2 separate regions of the Mus musculus genome follow, and region 2 is linked to region 1. The links are chromatin contacts, called in public HiChIP or PLAC-seq maps. All regions are on one chromosome and are shown on one strand. The core of a region is the stretch at or near the end of the contact, and the rest is flanking DNA. Distances in the headings are between cores, read along the strand shown. Region 1 has its middle 85 kb from the start of 4930425O10Rik. Region 2 overlaps Tspan5 (tetraspanin 5).

Region 1 (7,910 bases), core at 4,655-7,154:
AAAGTAATTCCAATGTTCATCAGAAGAATATACTGAATAGCTAGAAGACGTCTAAAGTTAAGACTGATACATTGTAACTGTCCTGCAAGATCTGGTGTGAAATGGAAATGACAAAAGTAGGCAGCACAAAGGACCAAGGGATGACTGCCACTTTTGAGACCCAGTTTTAAATTTTTATTTATTATTTTTATGTGTGTGCAGCTGGAATGCGAAGCAAGTCACGAGCCACCTGACCTGAGTGGTGGGAGACAAACTCTGGTTCTCTGCAGGAGCAAGCAGTTTGCCCTCTTATCCACCGAGCTGTCTCTCCAGCCCTGAAGCCAATTCGAAAGATTGGACAATTCAATATCTGTTATGGATCGCCGCTTAGCCATATTGAGTTAGATCATTGCTTTAAACCATATGCCAGTATAGATTCCAGATGAATCAAGAGGCTAACTGTCAAAAGTGAAAGCATATAATTATCACAAGAATATAAAACTGGACGCTTACTTATCTCCTAAGAAAAAATTGGAAAGTTTAATGGAAAATATTTAATTAAAATTTCTACATAGTTTCTTCATGGTTCCTGATGTTGATCTTGATATGGGAAAGTCTTTCCCTGAAAGAGCTATGGTGTCGAAACAAGAAGGGGAGAGATTTGAATTCACTTTATGTATCTTAAGAAGATAATATAGTGCAATTATGGGCAATTTTACCCTTTCTCTACAGTGTTTGTCACATTTTGATTACTTATGGACACATGCAAAGTGGTTAAAATTACTTGCAACGATGGAGACTTGAGTTCAGAGCCAAGCATCCACAAAACTAGCCAGGCCTGGTCTCACACATGCCTGTAAACCCAGCACTGCTGGGGGGAGGTGAGGACAAGAGAGTCTCTGGAGCTGGCTGGCTGTTAGCCTCCTCAATAAGAGAGACCTCCAGGATCAGGGAAAGACCTGCCTCAAGGGAATAAGGTGGACAGCAATAGAGAAGGCTAGCCGGTGCCCTCCTCTGGCCTGCAAGCATATATGCAGGCACACCTGCACACACATGCACACACCACATGTGCACATGCATATACACACAGATACCACACACAACACACACCAAACTCCATCGCACACATACTCACACACACACACACACACATACCACACTCACACACACACACCATAAACACCACTCATACACCACACAAACACATATTACAGCACCCCACACACACACACTCACACACACCCCACATCCCTCCACAAAACACGCACATACACACATATACAGACACCATACTCCCACACAATACACACACCATACCCCCACACAACAACACACACACACACACTTATACACTCACACCACACATACATACACTCTTTAGCATTGAAAGTAACTCGAAGACTTTAAAGTAGGCTAAAAAAACTCTGGAAAATCATCTTTAAAAATATGACACATCTCAATTTGAAAACAGGTGAAGAGCCTCACTATATTAAAAAAAAAACCCAGTTCATTAAAAAAGTAAAAGTAGCCAGCAGGCATAATAAAATATATTTTATTTCACTGGTAATTAGAGAAATACAAATTAAATAATTATGAGCTAACACAGTAGCCAGGGAAACTGGCAAAGATGAAAGCAAAGAGAAGGAGCAGAAGCGTGTTGTGCGGGCAAGAGGTCTTCAGAGATGGCGAAATCAGGGCCTCGCGAAGTAACAACCACTGTTAGGGAGTTTGCCAAAGGCATCAGAAGTCTTCTATATTTTGTATCATTGTTTTACCGCTAAGAAAATAATCAGATAAGTACACCAAGACCTTGAAAATGTGTGAGTATTAGCAACTGTCTAATGTTCATCACAGAGGAGGCACTCAGTAAGCACCAACAGCTGTGGAATTGGAGTAATGTTTCACTTCAGGCAAGTATCTCCGATTTCACTTCAAGTGCAAAGGTGTCACAGGATAACAGAAACACGGAGTATAACAGAATCTATGCTGCCATCCCAGCTTAGAAGGGTATGTAACTGGGCATGTGTGCATGTTCAAACACAACAAAACAAACCAGAAAGATATGTCCCCTGCATCTTAAGGTAGCTCATGCTGGACAGTGGACTGTAGATGACCTAAAGGTATGTTATTCTTTATAATTTCCTTATTTTTAAAGTGGATATATAAGGGCTTGAGAGATGGCTCATTGGTAAAGAACATGGGGTGCTCTTCACTAAGGCCTACACTCAAGTCCTAGCATTCACACGGTGAGTTAATAACAGTCTGTAATTCCAGCTCCATAGGATCCAACATCTGTATGTCCTTTCTAGTCCATATGGGCACCACGCGTGTGCCTGGTACAGAGACATACATGTAGACAAAACATGCACATAAAATAAAAAAGTCTATATATTAACTTATTAGTTTATGCTAAAAAACATAACAAAACCAACCCCGATCTTGTATGCACTCACCCCTCCAGGGTATTTCAGACCCCCATCTTGTTTACTTCATGTCTATGAGACATTGCAGGTTCTGATGCATCCCAGCCTGGGACAGAGCCCAAGCCCAGCCTAAGCAGATGGATGATTAAGGCTGATTCTCCCTATGGTTCAATTAACCTACATGCCGTGTAGAAATATGAAAATTGTTTTAGAAGATCATTATGTGAAACTCTGAGTGTGTATGGGCCGCCCTATCTTCCAAGGCCCAGGCAAGCACGTGCTACGGAGCCCTCATCTTGTGTTTTAGAAGGAATGTCTAGTTACTCCTCACAGGTAGATCATGTACAAAGTCCACCTTTACTCTGATGACACTGGAAACCTGAGGTCGGGCTGTGGGTTTTATATGTATATAAAACTTCAAAAAGCAACTGTGTAATTTATTACTGTACATTTATAGCAATTCTAATGGTGGGTTAGTCGTTTTTATAGGAGTGATAAAATGGGTCTGAGGAGATGGCTAAGCACTTGCTGCTCTTGCATGGGATCTGGGTTCGGTTCCCAGCACCCACATGGTGGCTCACAACTGTCCTAGGCTCCAGTTCTGGGGATTTAATGCTCTCTTCTGGACTCCTTGGCACCAGGAATGCACATGTTGTATAGACATAAGCAGAGACAATGCATTCATACACAAAAGAAAAACAGAAAAAGAGTAATGAAGTAAAAATATAATTAGTAAATAATTATCTATTTATTTCATACAATTTTTGTCTTCATTTCATGCTTATTTCTATAGATAGCAATTCCTCAGCTTGTAAGGAATATGTTTTAAACCTCATTATGGCTGATTGTTAGTAAATACTTCTGGATTAAAATTTAAATATTCTACTCAAAATATACCTAAGTTGCACATACCTTAATTTTAATACTGCATTACTAAATATCTAAAAACTGGGTTATTTTATAGTTGGAAAGTTGTTTTCTTCTTAGATACTTATAAATTATAACACATGATTGATAACTTTCAAAATCATATTTGAATATGACTGAATTTTAAATTTTCAAGTAAACTTAACCCAATTACGTTAAACGTTTTCACAAAAATGAAGTCCTCTGCACTCCAATGCTAAGTTTATTACTGAGTGTAGTAAGTAGTACAATTTCACTTAGGTTTTCCCAGGCCTGAGTTCTCAGAATTTTTGGTTTTAAGGCTCCTTTAAGCTATTAAATTATTGAGGACTCCAAAGGCTTTGTTCATGGGATAAAGTCTCTCAATACTTGCATATTATAACTAACATTTGAATGTTTTTAAGTTTTAAAAATTGTGTGCACATGGGTGCCTGAGCTTGGGGTGTGCATGTGAGTGCAGTGCCTACAGAGGCCAGAAGAGGGAGACAGATCCCTTGGAATTAGAGTTACAGCTAGTTGTGAGCCTTCTGATGCTGGTGCTGGAAATTGCACTTCAGTCCTCTGAAAGAGACTGAAAGCATACACTGTTAACTGCTGAGCTCTCGCTTCAGCCCCCACTGGACTGTTTACATACATCTACATGTATCATGCATACATACATACATACATATGTATACTTACATATATATGCATATATGTATACTTACAAATACACACATATATACATGTAGGTATGTATGTACACACACATATGTAAGTGTAGCTCTCACCAGCTCTTGGAACAACGATGGCATTAAGAGACTTGCTGCCTTTGGAGAACTCTATATGCAAAACCATGGAACTAAAACAGGCAAAAATGCGTTTAATATTATTAATGGGGGGGGAACCCTGAAAGGGACTTGAGTACCTGGAACCACTGGTTTAAAACAGCACAATACATATTTAGGATTACTGTAATGTGTTGGATATTCCAACATGATTCCAACATGACACTGTTGTGTGTATTGTGCTAGCCTGTGATCACCTTTGTCGCATCTTTGAGCAGGAGTCTGAATAAAATCACAAACATGGTCATGGCCACTCCCTCTAAATGCTACTTTATTATGCAAGGATCTATTTCATTAGGCCTGTCTAATTGGATGGCTCTGACAAGTTAATTTGTTTATTTCTCCTTCTTAACTGCTTCCTCCACTTTGCCTGGGGCCCTTGACCAGTGTTGGTCTAGTGTGTGGCTCAATGTCTTGCTTCCCTGGTGGCCTCAGCCGCAATCTTAAACTAAAGGTTCTGTTGAGGGTTTTTTGGGGGGGATGGGAGTGAGTAGTGGGGGTGGGGCGTGTTTCCTCTGTCCTTCTCTCCCCCCTCTCTTTCTCTCTCCCTTCTCCCCCCCCCCCCCCCGTAAATCCCCTTCTGGGCTGCTTGGAAGTCATAAGAAAGCTGGGACAGGTTCTGTCTGCCCTCTCTTGCTCAGACTTTTCCAGTGCAGCTCCAGGGCCCACCGCGTCTGCTGTAGAGAAAAGAGCCTTTCCTTTTAGCATCTGTATTCTCTTCCAACAAGTCGGCCTGGAGCAGGTATAGTTGCCACTCTCTACTGCCACCCACAACTTAGTCACTAGATTTTGCTTTTCTTTCCATTTTCTTTGCCTTTTCTTTTCTTTTTTTGTAGAAGTAATGTGTTAAATATTTAAATCATTGTTTATGCCTTATTCCTGAGCATAGATCAACAAAGCTCTCTTTCTGGGTTTTTGTTTGTTTTTTGTTTTATTTTGTTTTTTTTCCATGTAGCCCAGGCCTACCTCAATCTCACCATGTAGCTGAGGCTAGCCTTGAACTGCTGGTCCTTCTCCCTCCACTTCGAAGTGCTGGAATTGTGGGCATGTTGTCACCCTGACAAAGCTGGTTTTCTTTAAGTTTTAAATATTCATCTATGTATTTGTACATGTATGTGGTGCACAGGCCATGGCCTACATATTAGAGATCAGAAGACAACGTGTGTATCCAGGGGTAAGCTGGATGTTACTGCCTGGAGTACTCAATGTTTCCAACCGTTCAGGTTCTCTGTTCTTCAGGGTCATTTCCACAGCTCTAAGGTGCGTATTCACACTGACATCTACACCTGTGATTGTTCCACCGACCTGTGTTCCATTCAACAGTTAGTTTTCATGAGTCAATATCATCAAATATCTCACGAGCTTCATTCACGAGCGGTGCAGTCTCTCTTCTGGTCCGACTGTTCACGGATTTCAGGCTCCAAAGACCCACGGACTACGGGTATGAATGGGCGGAAGAGAGCTCAGAGGCCTGCGACGCCCGGAGGACAACTTGTAAATGATGTTTTCCCCCACCCTGATGTCTGGCAGGGCGCTGAGCACCTTTACCCACTCACTGAGCCGTCCAACGGCCCAAAAGTTGTTTGTCCTAGGGAATTCACTGTGGCTTAGAAGGGCCGCTCTTTAGGATCACTGTGTCTTTTGCCTTCTCTGTTGCCTAAGAGAAATGGGATGCGAGTTTCCAGCGCTGGAGGAGGCCCATTAGGCTGGGCGGTCCGCCTTGCCTCTTGCTAGCTCGCCATCCCGTAGCTGCTGTCTCCAGAGCCTCACCGCCCGCTCTGTGAAGGTGGCTTCCAAGTGGGTCTTCTGTGCACCTCCTCCCAGCTTTTCACACCCAGGATTACTTCAAAGGCTCAGCCGCCTTGGGAGGGAAAGAAAGGAAATGCCAGCTGCAGACAGGTTTGCTGTGGCAGCTGCTTGCTTGCCGTATAGATGGAGGGGAGGCTACTTTAACTAACTAACCCTCTGCAGCCCACGGGCTTCACAGCTCATTACAGAGGTTTTCTTCTGGCCTGCTTTCTCCCCGGGGCGGGGGCTGGGGTTGGGGGTGAGGTTGGGGGCGTGCTCTTCTGGCTGTCTGAACCACTCCGGCTTCAGGCTTATGTAAATTTCCTGGGGCCTTCGCTGCTCCTTCTTCCACTGATCCCTTTATCTCTTGCCAACACTGGATTCTCCTAATCTTGCTTTCAGTTGAGAGGTACCGGCACTCAGGAGGGGAGAGGCGCCCCTGCTCAGGAGGTGGGACCCTTTCCTGGCTATATGTTTTATTTCATAATTACTGATCACAGCAGGAACGAGCGTGAAGTCACAGCCTGTCAGAGAGCCTGCTCAAGCAAGACGCTCAAGAGAGAGAGTTCATGAGCCCCATCTGAAACCTTACCTTAATTGTTGTTGCTCTAAGCACGGATTGAAAAAAAAATTTTTTTTTCCTAAACAGGGTTTCCTTGTGTAGTGCCGGCTTCTCTCTCTCTCTCTCTCTCTCTCTCTCTCTCTCTCTCTCTCTCTCATTCTCTCTCTCTCTCTCTCTCTCTCTCTCTCTCTCTCTCTCTCTCTCAGCTGGCCTCGAACTCAAAGAGCCACCTGCCTCTGCCTCCTGAGTGCTGGGATTAAAAGCATGGGCCATCGCACCCAGCATGAAAACAATAATTTAAATAGACGGAATGCTCCCCACTTCTGTGAGTTTGCAGCACCCACTGTCACCACTCTCGAGGGGTCCCGAGCTTGGGGAGATGAAAATACCTGCGGCTTATGTAGCCACTCAGTTCTCTCCCTCCGGAGGCTGTGTATCTTTTCCAGAAAGTTCTCTAGGCTTGGCTTCAAGGCTTGCTGCCTTTTGCTTTCTCCACTGAGTCACTCACACCATGAAATGTCAGAGCAGCTGGCCAAACACCAAGGGCCTGGTTAAAACAATAAAGGCTTTCTGGAGCCTCCAGCGAGCTGATGTGAACGGTTGTTTCCTAAACAAAACAATCCCATGGAGGCTCTGCCACCTGCTGGGAAACACTTCCTGCCTGTGTGTATAATTTGAGAACCAAACCTGTTATGGTGTGTTCTGTGAATCACTCTGCCTGGGTAAGGAGCCTGGTTGGTTTTAGTCTTGTATTGTTTGCAGTGAGCTAACTGGGCTAACTCTAGAAATGACAGGATGGTGGGTGAACAACCAGGTTAGACGCTGGCCACTCACACAGTTTCCAAGAGCCCCAGTCTCCGGCCAGTGTGCGAGTGTACATGTGTGTGCACCTATGTAGAGGTGTATGTGAATACATGCGCTAGGAAACCTCATAGATATTGTGAGATGGTGAAGATTGCATCTACAAACTCGTCTCCGGGGCACGTGATGTATACAGGTCACAGGATAAGGTATATGGGTCAAGGGTACAGCTGCTTGGGCTGGGGCTGAGAACCTGAATAAAAAGACTTGCTTACCTCAAAGTGGTCTAAAGAAGATGAGAGCAGTTTCCAAACCTTTGCTTTCTTTGGGGAGCTCAGAACAGAATTGGTGGCTTAACAGAGGAGTCACTGAGTCCTGCCCTCTGCATGTTCCATAGTCCCCCATTCTCCACCTTTCCCCATCCCCTACCTTCCCCCACCCCCCTTCCCCCATCTCCTGCCTTCCCCTATCCTTCAGCCTCCCCATCCCCACCTTCCCCCTTAACCCTCTCTTTGCCTTCCCCCTTCCCCACCTTCCCCCTTTCCCTATTCTCCAGCCCCTCCGGTCTTCCCACCACCATCTGTACCCCATAGCCCATGTTCTCCTGCTTCCCATACGCTGATG
Region 2 (7,328 bases), core at 4,806-7,305, 230 kb after region 1:
ACTTTGAACTGCGTCAAAGCTGGAGTGATGTTAAATCCACGGTGGGGATCAGATTTGCTTAATGTGAAAAACTTGAAGCACACTTAGGTGGAGCACAGGAGCAGTGGAGGCTAAAGTAACTACCCTTCAAAGTTAGTATCTCTCAGTCCGGGTTAATAGAGCAGGTGAATGCTAGAAAGAATAATTTTATGTAAATTCCAGTTGCCCTTGAAGATACAAGGAATGGCTGCCTCTCCAGGGGAAGCTGGTCTGCATTTTGTTTTCTGAGATCACAAGATCTGTTCCTTAGAAGGAAACTTAGCAGTTACATAGCGTGAATCAGGTCTCCAACACCCTTGGTGACCTGTAGCCGTAGAGAACTCATTACTTCTGATAACATTATTGAGCACATAGCCTGTGACGGAGCCTGATACTGAATCTAGGAAGATGAAGCAAAGAGTTAGAGTTCTCAGATGCAGGAAGGGTATGTGTATACTCACAAAAGACATGCATATGAGAATAACTGCATTCAATGGTGGTCGGAGTGGTTGTGCATTGGAGAGATAAACGACATGCATACGATAATGCTGCAGTCAGCGCTGGTTGGGGTAGTTGTGCATTTCAGAGTTCCCACAGTGCCCTACCCTCCCCGTTTCTGTATTTGGGATACTTTTACTATTCAAATCACTATGGATTTTCACTCTGTGTTGGATCTCTCCTCTTAGCTCTTGGGGATTTTTAGGATAGAGCTCTGCTTCCTTTGGGGTATGCAGGTAGAGCATCTGTAAGAAACACATAGCCTCAGAGGACATTTTTCCCAAAGCTGTGGGAATTGCCAGGCCGGGGGCCACCATGGCTGTGTTCCCGCCTTCATTACTATGGAGGACGCGATGGATAAAGAATACCTCACGCCCAACACCCTAGTCCCCGGTGGGCAACACCGTGGACCTGCCCATGGCCCTAGATAACTATGACAACCAGGCCATAGAGAGCACATATGTGTGTGCAGATGATAATGAAGCCCATGGAATAATGTGTGGAACAACCTAGTTGTAATCGGCTGAATTTAGCTTAAAAACTCCGGTCTGGCATGGCAAAATCACTCACCTCCTGAGTGCCCAGCGGAGAAACTTCCAGCCGAGAAATAAGTCTGGTAGACCCCACGCAGACACGTTCATCTGCTGCTTAGAGAGCAAAGCCTACAGGACTCAGCTCAGGTCCAGAGGCTCCCAAGTAAGGAACATGAGTCTCGCCTTACCTGCGCACTGCCACTGGGAGCTAAGGAAACACTTGCCAAACTGGAAAGGTTAGTGAGAGAGTGTTTATGTTAACGAACGAATGTGGGCCCTTGTTACCATTTATTTGCTTTTTGACATTTACGAGTAAATAAAAGTACTAAAACCTTTTCCACCAGGTTTTGAGGAATTTGTCTCTGCCACGCTTTACAGCCCAAATCGCGATAGCATCCTTTCTCTGGGTGGTCCTCCCATGCTATGGGCTGGAACCCCACCACCATCCTCTTGGACATGCACCTCTGGCCTCCCTATAGCCTACCCTTTCCACCACTGAGGGGACAATTGAGGAGCCATAGAAAGTATGCCTATGGCCTGGAGAGGTGGCTTAGCAGTTAACAGCACTTGCTATTCTTGCAGAAGGCCTGGGTTCCTTTTTCCAGCACTTACAAGGAAGTTCACGTCTTTCTGTAACTACAGTTCCAGGAGATCGTATGCAGGCACTTGATATACATGGTGCAATACATACATACATGCACAGGCATAAAATATAAATAAATAAACCTTTAACATTTAAAAATATGTATATATTTAATATTAATTTTATATAAGAATATATTTAATATAACTATATTATATATATACATACAATATATTAAAAAGGAAATATGTACTATGTTTTGGGTATCCATGGAGTTTGAGATCCACTGTCCATCCCTGAGTCCACAGCTTGCTGATAGTTCCAGCTTGTTATCAGCCCCAGCTGCCTTACCACGTAACCCACACATCTATCTAGGTTTGGGGCTCAGTGGACAATTCTAGGCATGCCTACCATCACATCCACCTTTTCTACTTCTAGAGCCCAAACCGTTCCTCTAGAAGGACACCCTTCCGCTCAGTGTGGATTCGGCCACACACCTGGTCAGTGTCCTTCACTTCCTCCTCCTCCTCCTCCTCACTCAAGCCTTCCTCCTTCAGCCTTCCTTCTCCCTCTGTGAATATGAAGCTGTAACTTGAAAAGGGCTGGAGTGGTCCCGTGAACACTGGCTGCACAGGCCTCAATCGATCGTTCCAGTGGCTGTCACTAATGAAGGCCACTGGAGGAGTGTTGATTGGGTGAAGGACGCAGCTCAAGTCACACCGTTAGAATTCTCCTTTGAGATCGACAGGCACTCGTTCAGGTGATGTGTACCCTGGGGTCGGGCATCCTCTCCGTCATCGGCAGCATCCTTTCCTTTGTCATCCCTCCATGTCTTTGCGAGCCCGGGAGCTTAGTTGGACCTTCTGTTTCCTTACTGAGCCCTTGCTAGGTGTCCCCACATAGTTCAATCTCATGCACAAACCCAGTGTGGTTTCTCATCCATGGGGCTCTCAGAAACCCATCCCAGCTCCGGGTTGCAGTGCCTCACTCTCTCTTCTGCTCACTTGATCCTAGGAACTCATACTCTGCTGCTTTTCTTCCCTCATAGCCTTGCCAATTCCACCTCTGCCCTGAGACCACCACTGCAGGTATCTGCAGAGGCCAGAAGAGGCCCTTGGATGCCCTAGAAATGGAGTATGGATTAGCTGCTTGATGTGGGTGCCGAGAACTGTACCCAGGTCCTCTGCAGAACAGTCTGTGCTCTTTACTGCCAAGGCCTCTCTCCTGTCCCTGAATGGCACCTGTTAGTGTGATGATCGAGAAATGCTCTCCAGGGGCTGGAGATGTAGCTCGGGTGGCATAGTGGTTCCCTGGGGTTCTCAAGTCCCTGGGGGCCATCTCTGGTACATAATCCTGATATGGTAATCTATACCTTTATTCCTATCACTCTGGAGGTGGATTTGGGAGGGCCATGAGTTAAAGGCAGTTCTTGGCTTTGTAGTTGAGGCTACATGAAATCCCATCTCAAAGAAAGAAAAAGTGGGAAATGGGGAAACAAGAAAGAAAACATGTTGTTTACACAGGGCATCCACAGGGTGGTGGATGCCTGTAATTCCAGCACCTGGCAGGGTAGTGTAAGAAAGATGGTTATAAATTTGAGGTCATCTGAGGCCACATAACAAGACCCAGTATTAAATGCAGTGATAAGAAATATGATCTCTGAACCATTCATCAGTGAGGAGATGAACATTATTTTAAGCCCTGGCTATTCCATGGCCTCTCTCATTGAGCAACAGAAGTCAGTAGTTCCCTAAGATTTCTCGTGAATGGACTACTTTCACATTTCTTACTACATAAAAGGAGGTAAATTACACCTGGTTTGTTTCTGATATCTGGTATGAGTGACACAGCCTTTGAAATAGCAGGCTTGGAAGTTCTGGGAAATGGCCTCTCGTTTCTCTTGTTAAGAAGGGGACTCCGTATGATACCTTGTTTTGTTAGAGAATTAGGTGTTTTCCCTCGCCTGCTTTTGTCTGCTTTTCTGCTCATTATTACTTAGTTCCCGGCAGGCAGGGCAAGGGGAGGAGTGGCCTCCCTAACTGTTGAAAGGGAGAGTTTTATGGCTGTTAACAGGGGATGAGAGGACTCCACTTCCCAGAATAGGAAAGAGCCCTTCCTTGATCCTGCCTGTGCCTTTTGGATTTCCAGTCTCCCCTGCCTTCTCTAACACAGCCTCTGCTACTAGGCAGACAACTTCTGGGGCCGTGCTTGTTATTCAGTAGGGAATACCAAGGGGACAGGACTTACAGCTCAGTGGCCATGTGACCTAGATAGACATCCCTACAGGGGAAGGGAGGTTTCTCCCTTCAGTGATTTGGCAGGTTGACCTCTCTCACTTTCTGTCTGTTTCCCCACCTGGAGTACCCAGGTTATAGGTTTGTCATGAGAGTAAAGTAATGCAGGTCTCAGCAGGGTGGCTCTCAGGACTGGGCCTTCTCCACAACTGGCCCACCAGCTGCGTCCGTGGTGCCTAGCCACTGCCTACATGGAGCTTCCTGGTACAGAAGTGCCTGGGCTCTCCTCTCCTGAGCATCCGCAGGGCAGGTCCAGTCCCATCCAGACACCCTATTCTGTCTTCGTCATTTGTCACATCCAGAGACCCTGTTGACCAAGTTGTTTCTGCGTCTCAAGTCTGCTGACATGGCCTTCCATCTCCGAGCACATGGCAGCACTCTTGGATAGCTGCCCATAGCCTCTCCCTGTGGACAGGCTGTAGGCTGTCACTGGATCTTACTCTAAATGGCCAAGACTGATGGAGTCCTTGGCATCTCAACTTCAGACTGCAGACTAAGACAAGATACTACACTGTGGACTAAATGACGAATGATAGCCCTTGGTCCCTCACAGCCCTGAGAAGGATGGCCGTCTACATCAAGGCGCTGGCTGGTTCCATTCCAAGAGAAGACTGTCTGTCGTCCTAGTCTGCAGATGGGTGAATCCGCACTGCATCTGCACAGGGCAGGATGAGAGAGGCCAGGCTCTGCTCTCTTCCTCTTCTTACAAGGACCCCTGTCAGGGCATTGGGGTTCTAGTCTCATGGCCTTCTCCTAGCCTAATATCCTTCAAGATATCATCTTCAACAATTGGTGGTGATTATGTTTCAACATACTAATGGGCTGGAGAGGCGTTCAGTCCTAAACAGAGCTTCTATTGCTTTTTCTGTTTAAATATTCTGTTTAAGACTAGAATGTTCCTAAGTATATTTTCTGCCTTCTAAATAGATACATGAAAGAATCCAGCAAGCGGCAAGGAACACAGGGACCTTAGCATGTGGGGACACTTCTGTGTGGAGCTGTGTCTGCGGGACAGTCACTCACTCGTGGGGGCGGGGACTGTGTCTTCCCTACCTGTGAGCAATGCCAGCCTGTGGAACTTGGCCCAGCTGTCCTCCCAACAGCTGCTTGACTGCTAGATTCTGTATAGGCTTAAAAGATGATCGTAACCCTCTTCATCTCTTCAAAGATACCTCATGACGATTTTTTTTTTTTAATTTTGCAAGAAAGGATTACTTGAGTCACTCTGATGAACTTGCTTGACAAGGTAAAATGGAAGGGATCTTGTGCCTTTGAAGCAGTTGGCTTTCCTGCTTGTGAGCTTTTCTACTAGGTGTGAGCTAGGCTGCTCTCGCCCCATCACATCTCCTGACACGCTCTCCTGGCACTCTTCATCCCCTACCCCCTCTGGCCTCTGCGCAGTTCATCCATCCCGTAGATGGAGACTTGGGTTTTTACAAAATGACTGCCATGGCACATTCTTGGAGGGCCTTTGATGTGTTTCCATAGTCCCCTGCCTGGTCCTTCTGCGGACATCCTTCAGAAACACATTTCCAATTCTCCAGGACAACCCCCTCTATGGGGAGCTGCATGTTCTTTGAAATGTCGCACCCGCCATTGTCAGCAATGGAAATGGCTCCTTCCCTCGTATCCTGGGGAGGTTTTCAGGCCCACCATTACGGTAAGGCCTGGTGTGTGGGGCATAGGTGAATCAGGACCCAGTGTCAGAAATATCTCAGCGGAATTCAACTGGTCTGGGTTTGTACACATTTCATATGCCTGCCTCTCTGTTTCTCGTCCAGCCGTTGGAAGGAATCTGCTTGTTTATGAAAAGACAGGAGAGCCCCAGACCCCGGGGTGCGTTCCTGCTATTTTTTTGCAGTTCTTCTCTGTGTGGGTTGACAGAAGAAACTGCAGCCTGCCAGGTGGCACACAGAGGCTGCTCTGTGCTGGCGCTGAGGAAAACCACAGACACTCCTGAAGTGTATTGGCTTGGAACACACCGCAGCTTTGTTTGCCTTTTTTTGTTTCTGGCGCTTGCAAAAAGCAACTTCTTTGAAGAAGAAATTGTTACCCAGAACAGACTCCTCTCTTGCGGGAACCGTGAAGAAGATGCTGCTTCAGCAGCAGAGATGGCTGGGCGGATGAGGTGCTGGTGACGCGGTGGGGACGAAGGTTGGCGGATGTTTCCACCCTCTTACCGGAGCTTATGCGGACAGACTGGAGTTGAGCAACCATAAGAAGGTCACTGCAGAGTTCTGAGTCCAACCGCCACCATGTGCTGTCAGCTCCCTGGCTGCAGAAGGATCCAGCTGCTGCTTGGGCAGGGTCCCCTTGAGGCTGTGACTTCTCCGTCTTCTTCCTCCCGCTGTGCCGCTTCTGGGTACCCATAGAAGCTTTTACCTAGTCCTGCTTTTGCTCCCTCCTGGTTCTCCCCTCTGCCCTCCTCTGTACAAGCTTCTATTATTTTTACCCCCTACCCTGTCCCGCAAAGATCCAATTAGCGAGCTCCAGATACTTTTGCCTCACTTTGTGAAATCAACAGAGTGGCCTCAGATTTCCTTAGGCACCAGGCAGGGGAAGTACTTGGAGCAAGAGATTCCTCTCTGGTAGCGCGTGCGTGCGTGCGTATGTGTATACGTGCGAGTGAGAGCGAGTGTCTTAGGGTTTCTTTTGCTGAGACAAAATAGCATGACCAAAAAGCAAGTTGGGCAGGAAAGGGTTTATTCAGCTTCCACTTCCACATTGCTACTTATCACCAGAGGAAGTCAGGGCAGGAACTGAAGCAGGATCTTGGAAACAGGAGCTGATACAGAGGCCATGGAGGTGCACCGCTTACTGGCTTCCTGCTTCCTTGCTTCCTTGCTGTGGCTTGATCACCCTGCTTTCTTACAGAACCCAGGACCGCTAGCCCAGGGGATGCCAACTCCCACGTTGATCACTAAAGGAGGAAATGCCTTACAGCTGGATCTCCTGGAGTCATTTCCTCAGCTGGCTAACTGGGCTCCTTCCTCTCTGCTCACTCCAGCTTGTGTCGAGTTGACACACAAACCCAGCCAGAGCATCCTTCCTCTCAGATGTACCCGTGGATGTGGTGGCATCCCCTTGTCCTAACGTAATAGAGATGTGGATGATAGAGCTAAGCTGTCACTGGATTCTTTTCTGTGCCAGGTATTTCGCGCAGAGTGTTTGCATTTACTTGATCTATCTCGTTCTCATAATCACCTTATGGCATATGCTATAATTTCACGGATGTGTAAATTGAGGCTTAGGCAGGTGAGGCGGCTTGCCTACAATCACATAGGCAGTAAGCAGAGAAACTGAGATGCAAAACAATTTTGCCAGATGAAAGATAATAACAAGTGCTAATGAAGGTGTGGAAAGTGAACCCTTGCACAGTGTTGGTAAAAATATAAATTAGAA

The links. HiChIP or PLAC-seq counts read pairs in DNA pulled down with a chosen protein or histone mark.
Region 2: an H3K27ac HiChIP or PLAC-seq map of T-cell acute lymphoblastic leukemia shows a contact between it and region 1, with 6 times the contacts expected there. The contact joins two enhancer-like sites. A contact is called at or near these places in 1 of 484 Hi-C or Micro-C datasets (bone marrow-derived macrophages), 7 of 115 datasets of contacts at active chromatin or transcription factors (T-cell acute lymphoblastic leukemia, differentiating embryonic stem cells, embryonic stem cells and 1 more) and 1 of 9 other capture datasets (adipose tissue).

The regions. Positions count from the first base shown.
Region 1 is chr3:138,638,442-138,646,351 of GRCm38.p6, forward strand. No RefSeq gene overlaps it. Among named protein-coding and RNA genes, the nearest start is that of 4930425O10Rik, 85 kb to the right of the region's middle. Within about 2 kb of position 5,905, at least 123 of the 459 cell types and tissues checked have an H3K27ac peak or open chromatin away from gene starts, as enhancers often do. A contact at or near this core is called in T-cell acute lymphoblastic leukemia, where this site is marked.
Region 2 is chr3:138,871,171-138,878,498 of GRCm38.p6, forward strand. All of the region lies in intron 2 of Tspan5 (tetraspanin 5), which reads left to right. Among named protein-coding and RNA genes, the nearest start is that of Tspan5, 130 kb to the left of the region's middle. Within about 2 kb of position 6,056, at least 65 of the 459 cell types and tissues checked have an H3K27ac peak or open chromatin away from gene starts, as enhancers often do. A contact at or near this core is called in T-cell acute lymphoblastic leukemia, where this site is marked.